Linked DNA regions of Mus musculus: region 2 is linked to region 1. A link is a contact called in public Hi-C data. All regions are on one chromosome and are shown on one strand. Each heading gives the region's core, a stretch centred on a gene start, on an enhancer-like site or on the middle of the called end of the contact. The rest is flanking DNA. Distances are from core to core; before and after follow the strand shown.

Region 1 (7,385 bases), core at 3,997-6,496:
CCAGGAGGTCTGAAGAGGGTGTCAGATCCCCTGGAAGCGGAGTTAAGGATGGTGGTGATGGTGATGGGACCTGGGGGGGTCTGAAGAACGGCAAGTGCTGTTAACCACTGAAGCCTCATTTTTCAGCTCCCTGACACTCTCTTCACCCTGCATATTACCCACATGTAATCCATTTATTATATGGCCACCACACTCTGAGGCAGACCAAGGATGACTCTGTGTATGTGAATCCATGGCCGTCTATGTGAACCCAGGCACCTGATTCTCACTTGTCTCAAGCCATGCAACACAAGGCACAGAAAACTAGGAGCCTCTGGCTAACTGGGCTGTCCAGTTTGTTTGTTTGTTTGATAAGACTTATTTATTTATCTTTACTTTATGCATATGGGTGTTTTGCCTGTGTGCCATACATATGTGCCACAGGCATATGATGCCCATGGGGATCAGAAGAGGGCTTTGGATCCCCTGAAATTGGAGTTACAGATGGTTCTGAGCAGCCAACAACACGGGCGCTGGAAACCAAACTCAGGTCCTCTGCAAGGGCAGCAAGTGCCTCTATCTGCTCAGCTATGGCTGCACTCCTGGGCTGTCCAGCTTTTAAAGTCCTGGCTCATGGAAAGGCTTGGGGAGCATTGGGAGTGGCTTTCTTTACTTGGAAGAGCATAGGGAACCAGCCCAGGAGAAAACTGTTTCAGATATGGAAGGATGGGTGAGGTTTTCGGCTAAGACAGTGGGCTAGGGAAGTGAATCAGAGCATGCCAGGCAGGTCAGGGTAGATCTCCAAGTTTCCTTCCATGCGTCAACGTTCTGTGTACAGCTTCTTCAGAAATGGGTCACCGCAATGTCAGGAAGGAGCCATCTAAGGACCGTTGCTAGGCCGTCAGGCTGGGCCATGTTAGCTGCCAGAGCAGACCTGCTAAAACCATTCTCGTCCTTGAAGCTCTTCGAGTTCATAAAGGCAACAAAGCTAACTCCCCAACCAGCAGCGAACACTTCAGAAAGATAAACTCAGGGCTGGAGAGATGGCTCAGTGGTTAAGAGCACTGACTGCTCTTCCAGAGGTCCTGAGTTCAAATCCCAGCAACCACATGGTGGCTCACAACCATCCATAATGAGATCTGATGCCCTCTTTTGGTGTGTCTGCAGACAACTACAGTGTACTTACATATAATAATAAATAAATCTTAAAAAAAAGGAAAGAAAGAAAGATAAACTCACTTCACCAAAGTTCCTCCATGCACAGGACAGGACTACAATGAAGGAGAAGCTAGTATCTCAGAAGACAAAAGTTCCTTGGAGGTGTCCAATTCTGCCCTGCCCCCCATCTCTGGAGAAGGGACTGCCCGTATCTTGCCATGGGCCACATTGTGTGTGCCACTCCTTCCACTTAAAACATGCCCACTCTTTGCCAACACCCTGAGGAGTTAGTTGGTACTGAGGCTCCATGGGTAAATAACTCCTCTCTCCCAGAGCTCGGATTAGAAATGATCTGCATTCAAGTGATCAGAAAGCTTTAGAAAGAAAAAGAAGGGAAGGGGGTGGGGAGGGCAGAGATGCTAGTTCTGGTTGCTGGGAGAGATGGCCCAAGTTGGGCACCTCTGGTCACAGCCAAGATCCTTGACTCGTTTGTGCCCTTTCATGGGAAGCAGGCAAGGTGCTGGATGATGACCCACTTAGATAGTGCAGGAGAGGTTAGGTTAGGCAGTCCTGGCTGAGCAGCGGGGATGTACCACCTTACCAAGAGCCAGACGGGAATCAGGAAGAAGCTGTGCAGGTAACCTGAGCCATCTCCCCAAGTCCCATCGAATGCCACCTCCTCCCTGCCTCCTCCTAGCCCACTCTGCCAGGTTCCTGAGCAAGGAGCTTCTCTGCCCAGCCCTTTTGTGTGGTTTGGCTGGAGCCCAAGGACAAGAGTCGCCTGCAGCCTCCCTCCCTGCTGCTGAGCAGGCAGGTGCAGGAGGAGCTGGGAGGGCAGCATCTTGCCCAACAAGCCTTTGGCGGCTGGCCAACCGGAGTCCTTCTCTGAAGTTGGCTGAATGAGAGATGAGGGCTTTGAACAAAGCAGAGACCATAGTGATTCAACTCAAGAAGACTGAGCCCAGTCCATGCTTCTTATTGAGGCAGGAGAGGACCAGGGTAAGAGAGTTCCCTAGGTCAAAGTCACCCTTACTGGGACAATAAGCCACATGTGTCTGAGACACTGCTAGGATTTTACAGATATTATTTTATTTAATCCTAGGGAAACCCACTACATTATAATCTGCATTTTACACAGAGGGGACTCTAGAGAGGTAACGCATCCGGCAAGCAATAGGAAGCACAATTGGACACTTTGCAGGAATATAGTATCGTTCCTGCACCCAGGATCCTTCAGCAAAGAATGGGGGTTCCCAGTGCCGTCTCCCACTCTAAACATTGCCTGCAGTGCTGGGAGGGCAGCTGGAGCTAGCCGATGGGATGACAAAGCACTCAGAGGCAAGCCCGGGCTCATCTCAAAATTAACTTCCAGACCAAGACTCAGCACTTGGTCATCCAAAGCTTATGGTGGACAAGTCTGGAGGTTTTGCTGCAGGTCTGCCATTGCCCAGCCAGAAGACAAGTCACTTCCCCTCTCTGGGCCTCAGTTCCCTCATCTGCCAATGAAGGAAGCAGCTTGTCTCCGTCGTTTCTCAATCTTCTGTAGCCCACTGAGCAATTGGAAATGTAAAAGGAACAGAAGCAATGTGACCCCACAGAACTACCCACATGGGTGCCCTTCTGGCCCCCTTAGTGGTGACTGAGTCATCCATGCAGATCAGACCAATGGCTTCGGTGAGACCCGGGCATGTGTTTTTCTCTTTAGGGGTTGGTCAGGGGAGCTAGGAGACTCACAGGAGGAAATGTCATTTCGATACCAGGAATGTGTCTGAGATCCAGAGCAAATATTTGTTTTTCCTCTGATGCCCTCCTGGAGCAGCCATTAGTCCGTGTGTCCCCCCCCCCCCCCACACACACACCTGTCCCTCCCTTCAGATAATCCCATGGGACCCTGCTTAACTATCTCTATAAGGAGAATGGGAAGCAAGCTGCAAATGTGGTGAGAAATTCCTGGCAGCAGGAGGCTTTCCTGGGAACCACCAACAGCCCCAGCTCCTCAGGGCAAGGCCTAAGCAGCGCCATGTCCTTCTCCCCCACTGAAGTATCAGAAGTATAGGTCTCTTTAGGGAAAGCAGTTAAGATGTAGGGGTGGGTGGGTGGAGATGAGGGCACTGCTCCAGGATTGAGAAATCATTAGCACAGCGGAGAGCTGCTTTCCAAGAAAGGGGGGGGGGGGGGCTAAGCAAACTCTTAACAGCAATCCTGGGTGGTCCTGCTGGGGAGTTTCAGAGCAGGATCTCCACATTTGCTGATCTTGGCTCCTTGCATGCAGCAAGACATGGGAACCTGAGAGCTCCTTTTGATTTTCTCTGTTCTGATGCAAGAGTCATTGATTTACTTCACTTCAAAATCAAATGTGATCTCTCTCTGTCTCTCTCTCTCTGTCTTTCTCTGTCTCTCTTTCTCTGTGTGTGTGTCAATCAAGAGCTGATGTGAACTCTGAACTTTGATCTCAGTTTCTCAGACACTCTAGCTCCCTCAATCCACTCTTCCTACAACAAGCGACATAGCACACAAGCCACTATTAGCCACTATTTCCTAGCTAAGCCCCCAGACAAAGCCTGGGCCCTGAAGTCTCAAGGCTTAAGCCTCTGAGGCCCTGGCACTTTATAGAAAGAGAAAGAAAAGAAAGCCCGGAAGTACACGATTGCCCAATAACTGTAACCTGGCAGCGGGCAACTGGGGACTGTGCCAGGCCTTAGCAGGAAAAACATACTTGCTCCTATTGATGGGGTTATAATCCACTCCTTTCTCCAACATCCACTCTCCTTCACCAATGAAATGACTTCTTGAATTTCAAACCAGCTACTGGCTGCAAAAGCAAACAATTAGGGGAGGGGACCATTCCCATAGTCAATAGGGCAAATGATGGCTGTACATACACACCCCCTTACAAACAGCATCCACTGGACCTGCCAAATGTTCTCCCTAAACCACCTGCTCTGAGCCTTGCGAAAATGTGAATTATAGACCTTTTATAAAATAGTTCCCTTGGTGGAAAATGAGAGACTGCACATTTTAAACAAGTAGCCAGCTAATACTCAGGCCCACTGAACTAGAGTGGAAGAAACATTGTTGTGTAACTTTTGGTAAATTTGCTGTCCTTCCAAGGGGAGGTTTCCAGATAGGAGTATTCATTCTCAACACAGGATCTGTGATCAGGGCTCAAGTGCATTCACATTTATATCTTATTTTTTCCAAGCAGCTTGTGAGACAGGCTGTGTTCTCTCTATTTTTGCAGAAGGGGAAACAGAAAACAGAGATGGAGGAACTTGCTCAGAGTTACGGATTATTATTACGATTACACATGCGTAAATCAAAAGGGCAAGTTCCCCAAAGGCCTCACATCCAAAGATGTGGCTGGAGTGCTGGGAGTGGACCTGACATTTGGGCCTGCTTTTACATTTCCCAGAATAAAAACCTATCCCAACCAAACTTAGCTTCATTTCGGCTGGAAAGGCCCCAAAGTGTCAAGTCAGAGTTAAAGATCTCCACACCTCATCCATCTACTAAGAACTGGTGCTTTCAACTTCCTCCTTCCATTCTACTCTGTTGACGTTTGTTCCCGTCAAAATTCAAGTTAAGCTCCGTCTTCTCAAACTACAGGCATCTAGTGAAGCTAAGGTTCAGGACAGATGAGCACTGTCCTGAAAACCACGGACAGACACATCTAAAATGCGCGCGCCTGGCAACGCAGCCGAGGACACCGCAAGGGACGCGCTGTGAGCTCCCGAGAGCCGGGAGCCGCGAGGGACACTCACCAGACGCCCCGAGCTCTCTCGTGCCTTCTTCACCTTCCCGTAGGTGCCCTTGCCCAGCGTCTCCAGGAACTCGTAGCGGTGCCGCAGGTTGTGTTTGTGATGGTGCCGCTTCACCGCCTGCTTCTTCATCAGAGGTTTAGGCGACTTGATGAGCCCGTCCGCCAGCGGCCGGGCGCTCTCCGAGGCCAGGGCGGAGGCCGAGGGAGCCTGGCTCGGGCGCTGGAGTAAGGCCACCGACTCCATGGTGCGGGGACCGCGAGGTGGAGTGGGTCGGGCAGCAGTAGCAGCGCGCGCTGAGCCGCGGGCTCAGAGGTCACAGCCGCACCCGAGCACGCTAGAAAGCCCCGCGTTCCGAATTGCTATAAAACGTTTCGAGGGGGAATGTCCTGACCACGCCCCTGCGTCCCATTGGCCGACTTGCCGGCGGCTCGTGACCAAAACCTCTCGCATTGGTTCACCCTCTCCTGCCCCGTTCCTCCCCTTGGCTAGGCGCGGAAAGGTGTGAATGGGGCCCCGCCCACTTGGACCCGAGGCCCAGGAATGCGAGAATGGAGGCAGAGCCGAATTAATACCGAAGTGCCAGTCTTTAGGATTGAAGGCTCTCTGAATTGCTTTAGTCTCTGAATGACGCCAACCTTGTGCTATTGTGCTGTGTTCTCGGTTGGCAAGGGACAATCTAAGGGCACTAGAAAGTCCCGAAGTATTTCTCCACATGCAGTAAATTGTTTCTTCCAAGCTCAAAATCTGAAAAGCCTTTTGATAACTTCTTGAGGTCCATAAAGGAGAAAGTGAATAGGGAGATGGAATGGGTTGGAGACTGACGCCAGCTAAGCACTGGTAGAGAGCTGTCCTGACTCCATGTTCACTCTGCTTGGATTCCACCAACCTTAATTGGATTCTGGAATCCAACAGGCCTGGGAAATCCTTACTTTGTAGGGTTGCGTGGATTCCCTCAAGATGTGGTGGCCTTGTGGATCTCCATAAATTGTGAAAAAAGCACATCACATTCCAAGGACTTACATCCACGAGCTCCTAAATCTGTAAGGAGTGTCTTGGTCCCAGGGTTTCCTCCCAGTGGATTTTTTTTTTTTTTCAAAAGAGCAGGAGGTTGGGCATAAGATTTGGCTGCATTTAAGGGGCCTGGAAGGCTATGTCCAGACCCCCCTTTCCGATGTAGAAAGTGAGTTTACTTCTGCCACACAGCTGGCAAGAAAGCCTGGAATTCAGATACTGGCCTATAGGGAAAGAGTACAGGACAAGAGGACTTCCCTAATTCTAGCTATTCCGGGCAGGCATCCCTCCCTCATCTGCAGGACCTCATCTCTAGCTGTATCTTTAGGACTTGGCAGAGGATCAAAGAGGACTACGTCCTCAATTATCAAATTAAAAAAAAAACTACTCTCTGCCCATTTTCCTACTTCTGTTTGCCCTTTGAATCTTTTCAGAGGGAATAACTGGTATCTCCTTGTCTTGGAGCTCTCTGTAGCCAGAGACCATCCACCGGGAATCAGCCTTCTCTAAGTTCGGACGGTCCATGGAAACTGTATAGCTAGTTTAGTGCCCTATCTTCTGCCAGCTTGCCTCTCCACTCTGAGTAGTCTGTGAAAATAGAAAAGGCTCAACCAGTCTGCTCTCTGTGCGCCCTGTCTGTCAGTTCCTGGGGTCTGTCCAGGCAGAGTAGGACAATGAAAAGCATGTGTCAGAGGAGCAGGCTCAGGGATGGGAGACCTGGGTTCTAGACCTGACTGACATGAAAAGAGGAGGGAGCCCCTAGCCAAGATGAGAGGAGGATAGTTTGGGGTTGCTTTCTAAAGATAGGGCTTTTAAAGCTTACTAGAAGACCCATGTCTGTTAGCTAGCTGTATCAACATTTCCTCATAAGATGAAGACTTTTTTTCAGAGGAGCCCAAGGTTTCCTTTAAGACTCAATCTAGACATTTATCACTATTCCTAAACACCCCCAATACCCAGGGCACTGCTGAACAGATAAAGGTGCACAGTGGATTCATACAGACCAGATGGATGGATGGACACAGGAGGCAAACAAACAGACCTGCAGGCAGAGGAGTGAGCCATCAGAACCATGGAGAGAACTGAGAGATGGCTCAGCAGGTAAGGGCACTGACTGATCTTCCAAAGGACCAGGATTTCATCCCCGGCACCCACAAGATGACCCACAAAGAGCCATAACTCCAGTACCAGGGGTTCTGGCCCCCTCTTCTGATCTCCAACGACATCAAGCATGTATCTTCTGCACAGAAATGCATACTGGCATAAGGCTGTACATATGAAATAAATTAACAACAATTGTTTACAGAACTACTGATTAGAACAACCAAGTGCCAGAACTAACTTTCATTCTGTGTAGGGAGGACCTGGGATGTGGCTCAGTGACTTAAAGATTGGGCTTAGCTCTTTGGAGGATTTGTTAGGACGTTTAAGCTGAGCTGAGTCACCCTCATTCAGTTTGTCTGCCTCACGCTCTAG
Region 2 (6,996 bases), core at 1,222-3,721, 200 kb before region 1:
TGGCCCAGACAGTGGTGGATGGTGCATCCAAGGAGGCCACAGTCCTGGTCCGAGGTAATGGGAGTCAGCCACCACAGGTCTCAGAGAGGCTCTAGGCTTTCCGACTCTCCCCACCTCTCTTCCCTCCCTGAAGGCTGACAGAAGCTGGAGAGATGGACACTTCTGTTTAGTGCCTGTGTAGTTCTTTGTGGGTCCTAAATGAGTAGACTATGTCTTCCAAAGCCATGATCAAGAAAGAAAATGTACCCTAAACACCCCTAAGACTTTACCTCATGAGCCCAGGAGTTCCAGGTCCAGTACAGGGCAAACTTGTACACCCTTCTGTGAGCCACCAAGTCTGAGATGCTTCGCTCCTCATCTTTCTCCTCTGCCCCCATCCTCTGGCCTCCCACCCTATCTCTCCTGCCCTCTGATGCCCCATCTAGATACTGAGTCAGCCCAAGCTGAGGCTAGATAAAACCGACTCAAACTGTCCACCTCTGACCCAGGGTGCTCTGCTTCTTACAGGTCCCCCAGGTCCTCCTGGGGGTGTGGTGGTGAGAGACATTGGAGACACTACTGTTCAGCTTAGCTGGAGTCGTGGCTTTGACAATCACAGCCCCATTGCCAAGTACACCCTGCAAGCGCGGACTCCACCCTCAGGGAAATGGAAGCAGGTTCGGACCAGTAAGTATGAGGCACCATGTGGGTCAGTTTTAATAACCACTGTGTGCACAGCAGAAGACAGGGGTCAAAGGGTCAAGGCTGACCCTAAGGCTTTGAAAAGAATTAAGGTGTGTTCTCTTACCTCCAGGGAGAACCTAGGCAGGCAGGGAAACCTTCATAGCCAGGAGGGTAAGGAGAGGGAGAGCTGGAGGCAGCAGCCTTGTGTTGCTAGAGAACGCCGGCATGCTCAACATCCGTGGAGGGAAGAGCAAAGGCCCTGTGGCATCAGAGCTCACTAGCTTTTCAGACAAGCTTTTCAGTCAAAGAGTAATTGAGGGCTTAGCGAACGAACGGTAGGACCATGCTGAGGGCAGAACACAAATGGCCACATGGGTCCGGAACCTGCCACCATCATAAATGGCCGCTGGCCGCTGACTGCCTGGGACCTTGCAGATCCTGTGAATATCGAGGGCAACGCGGAAACTGCCCAGGTGCTGGGGCTCATGCCTTGGATGGACTATGAGTTTCGGGTTTCAGCTAGCAACATCTTGGGCACTGGGGAGCCCAGCGGCCCCTCCAGCAGAATCCGCACTAAGGAAGCAGGTGAGTGTCTGGAGTTCTCTGCAAAGGGAGCCCCAGCAGAGGGAGTCCCCAGCAGAGGGAGTCCCCAGCAGAGGGAGCTCTAGGCTCTAGCAGGGGGGGGGGGAGCGGGGGGGCGGGGGGGGGGCTGGGGAGAGCTCCAGCGCTGTGGGGGGAGGAGCCCCAGCAGAGAGCGCTCTAGAGGAGGAGCTCCAGCATTGTGGGGGGAGGAGCCTCAGGAGGGGAAGCTTCTGCAGAGGGAGCCCCAGCAGAGGGAGCTCTGGGGGGCAGCTCCAGCGGTGTGGGGGAGGAGCTCCAGTAGGGGGAGCCCCAACAGAGGGGGCATCAGAGAGGGTGGGAGGGAGGGGCAGCCAAGGGACCCCCAGCAGAGGAAGCAGAAACAAAGTTCCAATCTGCTTACCAGGCCTCGGCTCTCTGGTCAATAGGCGAAAGATGAAAAGTTAGAGACAAGCTGCTGCTTAGACAAAGCGCCTGATCCAAACCCCTTGCTGAAAAGCACGCCTGCAGGCAGATCTATAGTCATTGTTTTGGCTTAGTATTTAAAGCCAGAAGAGCTGATTTGAACAAGGATCACACTGTGAGAGCCTGCTCTTGAACCTAGGACAAGAACCTTGAGTGGGTTTTTAAGTGCCCACAAACTGCAGAAATCAGCTAATGAGGAAGGTGTCTGTGTGCATGTGTACACTCGTGTGGGTGTGGACACACATTCACTGTGCAGGGGGCTGGAGAGGCAGCCAGACTCCAGGCCCTGTTTCACTGGCATCTGTGGAGCAGGAGGCCTGAGACCCTCAGTGAAAGCGTTTGTCAGAGTCAGGGGAGAGTGTGAGGAGAGAACCAGGAAGGGCTCAGGCATGGCCTTCACCTGCCCAGAGGCAGCTGCTATGCTCTCACCATTCCCAGCGGAGGGCCTGGGACCACACAGCGGCATCGTGGTCAGAATCCTGTCTCCCTCCTATCCAGCCAGACCTGTGCTTGCGTGTGGTGGAGGGTCTACCTCCATGTCTCCTACCTGCTCCAGGCTGACTCTCCAGGTTCTGGAACCACACAACATTTTAATCTGGCACCCGTGTTGAGTAGGAAACTCCAGAAGGCATGCTTTCTGACCGAACTTCTTAGGGATTCTAGCATCTCAGAAACTGATGCGCACAGACGCGCAAAGGGACAGCGAGGATCTTTAAAGTCATAAGAGCAGAGATCACGTTCTAGCTGGGCGGTGCGTTAGCTGTGTGAACTTTGGACAAGTTGCTTAACTGCTCTGGACCTCAGGCTTTCTGTCTTAACCCTGGCCCTCTGTGAGCTGACAGAAGCCATCTTTGTGTTTTTCAGTCTTGTTTAATACCAAAGACGGGAGATTAAATCGAGAGGGGAGAGAGGGAAGGAGAGGGAGAGGGGGAGAGAGAGAATCAGGGAAATACCTTGGGATACCCTCTAACAAAATGTATTGTTTTGTTGTTGTTTGCATTAACTGGCATTCAAAATCCTTTAGTCTCATCAGCTGAATGAAGCAAACTGGAGTTGGTCTCTGGTTTAGCTAAAGCCAACAGGGGTAAGGATGACATATAAGAGTAGCCATTCCGTGCTGCCTGGCCTCTCATTTCAATTCTTCTACTTTCACCTTGACAGACACATCATCATCATCATCATCATCATCATCATATCATCATCATCATCATCCTCTAGAGAGTATAGGCAGGGCCCAGAAAGGTTAAGTGACTAGGCAGAGGAAGTACAGCAAAGATGGGAATTGTTCTCAGGCTAGCCTGACTCTGCAGTCATGCACAGAAGGACTATGGGAAAATAACTTAGGACACCCCATCTAAGATGATCCAGGCACAGGCTAGGGGATTGCTCCCCCCTTTCTGCCCATTAACATGACCCATTTGTGTTTCTTGCCCCTTACAGTCCCCTCTGTGGCACCATCTGGACTCAGTGGAGGGGGAGGAGCCCCTGGAGAGCTTACCATCAACTGGACTGTAAGTGGACAGGGACAGAGAAGCAGGCAGGTGCCTTGCCTCTCAGGAGTCACACCCCTTTCCCTCCTGACATAGTTTGTCTACAGACAAAGTGGCAGCAACAGAAAAGACCGATGAAGTCTCATTTGGAAGCTGGCAGCTTCCTTCCCTCCCCTTGCATCTCTCACAGGCATCCCGGGGTCACTCCTCTGGGTGAAGACTGGGTGGAGTCCGATGGATGGGTAGGGACACACACCCATGACCCCTGGCCCACACCGTGCTCTTGCCCTCAGCCCATGTCACGAGAGTACCAGAATGGAGACGGCTTCGGCTACCTGCTGTCCTTCCGCAGGCAAGGCAGCTCCAGTTGGCAGACGGCCCGGGTGCCCGGCGCTGATACCCAGTACTTCGTCTACAGCAACGATAGCATCCATCCCTACACACCCTTTGAGGTCAAGATCCGAAGCTACAATCGCCGGGGGGATGGGCCCGAGAGCCTCACTGCCATCGTGTACTCAGCAGAGGAAGGTAGGCTGTGGGGCCTGGGGCCTGGCCCTCCTGCACTCCCTGGCACAGGGAAGGAGAGGGGACACCATGGGAGGAGAAGAAAGCCTGGGGTGCACTTGGTGTCCCCTGGGCTTCATCCTGCGCACTAAGCTTCATCTTGGGCCCTGGGATTTCCCCCCAAATCCTCAGCACAGTCCTAGTCAGGGTCAGTCACTCTGTGGGATGCAGAGGTGGCTTGGCAACATATGCCCATTCTTTATTTATTCTCCCTAGAGCCCAAGGTGGCCCCTGCCAAGGTCTGGGCCAAGGGTTCCTCATCCTCAGAGATGAACGTAAGCTGGGAGCCTGTGCTACAAGACATGAACGGCATCCTCCTGGGATATGAGGTGAGCGTCCCCTGGGGCCGGAAAGAGGCAAGGCTAGGCTTTCCAGAGTAGATGGCAACATCTGACAGCTTACTAGTCATTCCCCTAGGATCACTAATTCCTCAGTGAGGGGATCAAGAGGGAAGGAAGACGAAACACCCAGGCCCAATATTGTCAGAGAGAGAGAGAGAGAGAGAGAGAGAGAGAGAGAGAGAGAGAGAGAGGAGAGAGAGAGAGAGAGAGAGAGAGAGAGAGAGAGAGAGAGAGAGAGGAAGAGAGAGAGAGAGAGGGAGAGAGGGAGAGGGAGAGAGAGAGAGAGAGAGAGAGAGAGAGAGAGAGAGAGGAAGAGAGAGAGAGAGGAAGAGAGAGAGAGAGAGAGAGGGAGAGAGGGAGAGGGAGAGAGAGAGAGAGCCCACTATCAGGCTGTGTCTCCCAGGGTTGGCTCCTGAGATTTGCACAATAGGTTAGACAGATCACTGGGAGATGCTAGCTCCACTCTTAGCCCTTGATTGAAGACTATTTAAGGTCTGCTATTCTGCTGGTGACTGGAGTTGTGTATACTGGGCACGTTACAAGCACACACATACACTTTGTATCCCAGCAGATGCTCCAAGATAGCATCTGAGTGAGTGAGATGAACACTGCATTGAGAGCCAGCCTCCGGGGACTGAAGTGTAGGAGGCAGAGGCAGCCACAGGTCTGCAGTAGACCCTGGCACCCCATTGGTACTAGAATGAGCTTGCTGGGCATGGCCTAAGTGATGGGGGGGGGGGAGCTTTAGAAGGCTTAAAGATGACAATAACCGCCAGGCAGTGGTGGCGCACGCCTTTAATCTCAGCACTTGGGAGGCAGAGGCAGGTGGATTTCTGAGTTCGAGGCCAGCCTGGTCTACAGAGTGAGTTCCGGGACAGCCAGTGCTACACAGAGAAATCCTGTCTGGAAAAACAAACAAACAAACAAACAAACAAACAAACAAAAGATGGCAATAACCTGGGCCTTTCTCACCTCTGCTCATCTCCCCACTAGTCACCTACTTCTTTCCTCCCATATCCTGGACACCGTCCTTGGAGTAGACACTGTTGAATAGCCACAGCCGCATTACCATTCTTTCTAGGTCACCTGACCTAGCGTGCAGGTTATCAAACTAGACCAGCCGGAGTACCAGAGAAGCATGGAGACTGTGCAGCCAAAAGCTTTGCCATGCACTTTAACATATCCTGCCCCTTGTAGATTCGCTACTGGAAAGCCGGGGACAAAGAAGCTGCCGCTGACCGAGTGAGGACGGCAGGGCTAGACTCCAGTGCCCGAGTCACCGGCCTGTACCCCAACACCAAGTACCATGTAACTGTGAGGGCCTACAACAGGGCTGGCACCGGACCAGCTAGCCCTTCAGCTGATGCCATGACCATGAAGCCCCGTGAGTGCCAGGGATGAGGAAGGGCATGTGCCACGGGGTAGGGACAATTCCTGCCACATGGTTAGCACCAGGCAGAAGCAAGTCAGAGGACCTACTGAACATGGCCATGGCCTCTGAGGCATCTTCTGGATTTTTGTGGTGACAGATTGTTCTGAGAATCCCTGCTATATGGGTGGGCATCAGAAAGGGGCTGGCTAGTGGTAAAAGGTGGCCGCAGAAGCATACAACAGTGTCCCCAATCTCCCCACCCCTCACCCCCCGCAGCACCACGGCGACCTCCTGGCAACATCTCCTGGACTTTCTCAAGTTCCAGCCTCAGCCTTAAGTGGGACCCTGTGGTTCCTCTCCGAAATGAATCTACAGTCACTGGCTACAAGGTGAGAAAGGGCATGCAAGCCTGCTATGAGGAGAAATAGCTCCTGTCTTTCCAGTGGTCACAGGGACCTGCAATCCCTAGCAGTGTGGCATCTGGGGCTAGGAGAGACAGAAGTATAGGGACTCTGGGTAGTTCACGGTAGAGGCTATAAAAACACATACATGGTACTGCTGCATGAGGGCAGGGTAGGGATGGGCTGGGGGGGTCTGACCAGGCAGCTTAGCTGTTTGCACACCTACCTCCCACTGGTGAGCTTGACCAATGAGAAACTGGAGGAGGCAGGAAGGACCCCTTGAGGGTCCAGGAGGCTCCATCTGGAAACTTCTATCCCACAGATGTTGTATCAGAATGACCTGCAGCCAACTCCTATGCTCCACCTCACCAGCAAGAACTGGATAGAAATACCAGTACCTGAAGACATTGGTCACGCTCTGGTGCAGATTCGAACCACGGGGCCTGGAGGGGATGGGATACCAGCCGAAGTCCACATTGTGAGAAATGGAGGTACTGCCCCTCCCTTCCCCCTTTCTACCTAGCCCCTCAGCAGTATTAGTCCACCAGATACTGGTCAAGGGATTGTCCCCAAGAGCCAGCTCTAACCTAGACACCACCCCTCCCCCACGAGAAAGGAAAGACAGGCAATGAATGGTGCCATGCCACTGTCCCCTCCCTACCCTAGAACCACCCCAAGGTAAGGAGGGAATACATCTTTTTTATGGGGACCAAGAACGAAGGTCAGTGCTTCATGGGTAAGGCTAAGAACATCACTAGCCTTCGGTTCTTAAGGCCTCCATATGACTTTCCTCCAGAGGCCTCCGGGTTCTTTTGTAAGGGCAGGGCTGGGAGGCTCACTCAGCCACCCAGTTTCTACCACTGGCTGGTTTCAGGCACCAGCATGATGGTGGAGAGCTCAGCCGTCCGCCCTGCCCATCCTGGCCCGGTGTTCTCCTGCATGGTTATACTGATGCTCGCCGGATGCCAGAGGCTCTGATCTCAACGCTGCCCGCCACGCCCAAGCTGGACACCCACCCTAACAGACACAGCGGCTGGCCACAGCCCCCCTCCAACGCCAAGGTGGTCCAACACTGCCTGAGAGTGGCTGGCTTAGACACCTTCTCCCAACAGTACCCTTTA

Evidence for each region. Hi-C and Micro-C count contacts between places; a contact is called where the count stands out from the background.
Region 2: a contact with region 1 is called in a Hi-C map of the G1E-ER4 cell line, with 2.0 times the contacts expected there. The contact joins the enhancer-like site here to the promoter of Nuak2 in region 1. A contact is called at or near these places in 7 of 39 promoter capture datasets (the 3T3-L1 cell line, embryonic stem cells, liver and 2 more), 10 of 484 Hi-C or Micro-C datasets (B cells, the Ba/F3 cell line, the G1E-ER4 cell line and 3 more), 2 of 115 datasets of contacts at active chromatin or transcription factors (acute myeloid leukemia and embryonic stem cells) and 3 of 9 other capture datasets (adipose tissue, embryonic stem cells and liver).

The regions. Positions count from the first base shown.
Region 1 is chr1:132,313,986-132,321,370 of GRCm38.p6, reverse strand. It overlaps Nuak2 (NUAK family, SNF1-like kinase, 2), which reads right to left and starts at 5,246. Exons shown (of 7, transcript NM_028778.4): 1 at 4,899-5,246. The coding sequence starts at 5,141.
Region 2 is chr1:132,515,391-132,522,386 of GRCm38.p6, reverse strand. Cntn2 (contactin 2) reads left to right here. Exons shown (of 23, transcript NM_177129.5): 14 at 1-54; 15 at 508-666; 16 at 1,099-1,248; 17 at 3,148-3,218; 18 at 3,491-3,725; 19 at 3,978-4,090; 20 at 5,300-5,486; 21 at 5,751-5,863; 22 at 6,198-6,366; 23 at 6,750-6,996. The coding sequence ends at 6,853. Among named protein-coding and RNA genes, the nearest start is that of Tmem81, 13 kb to the right of the region's middle. Within about 2 kb of position 2,471, at least 11 of the 459 cell types and tissues checked have an H3K27ac peak or open chromatin away from gene starts, as enhancers often do. A contact at or near this core is called in the G1E-ER4 cell line and liver, where this site is marked.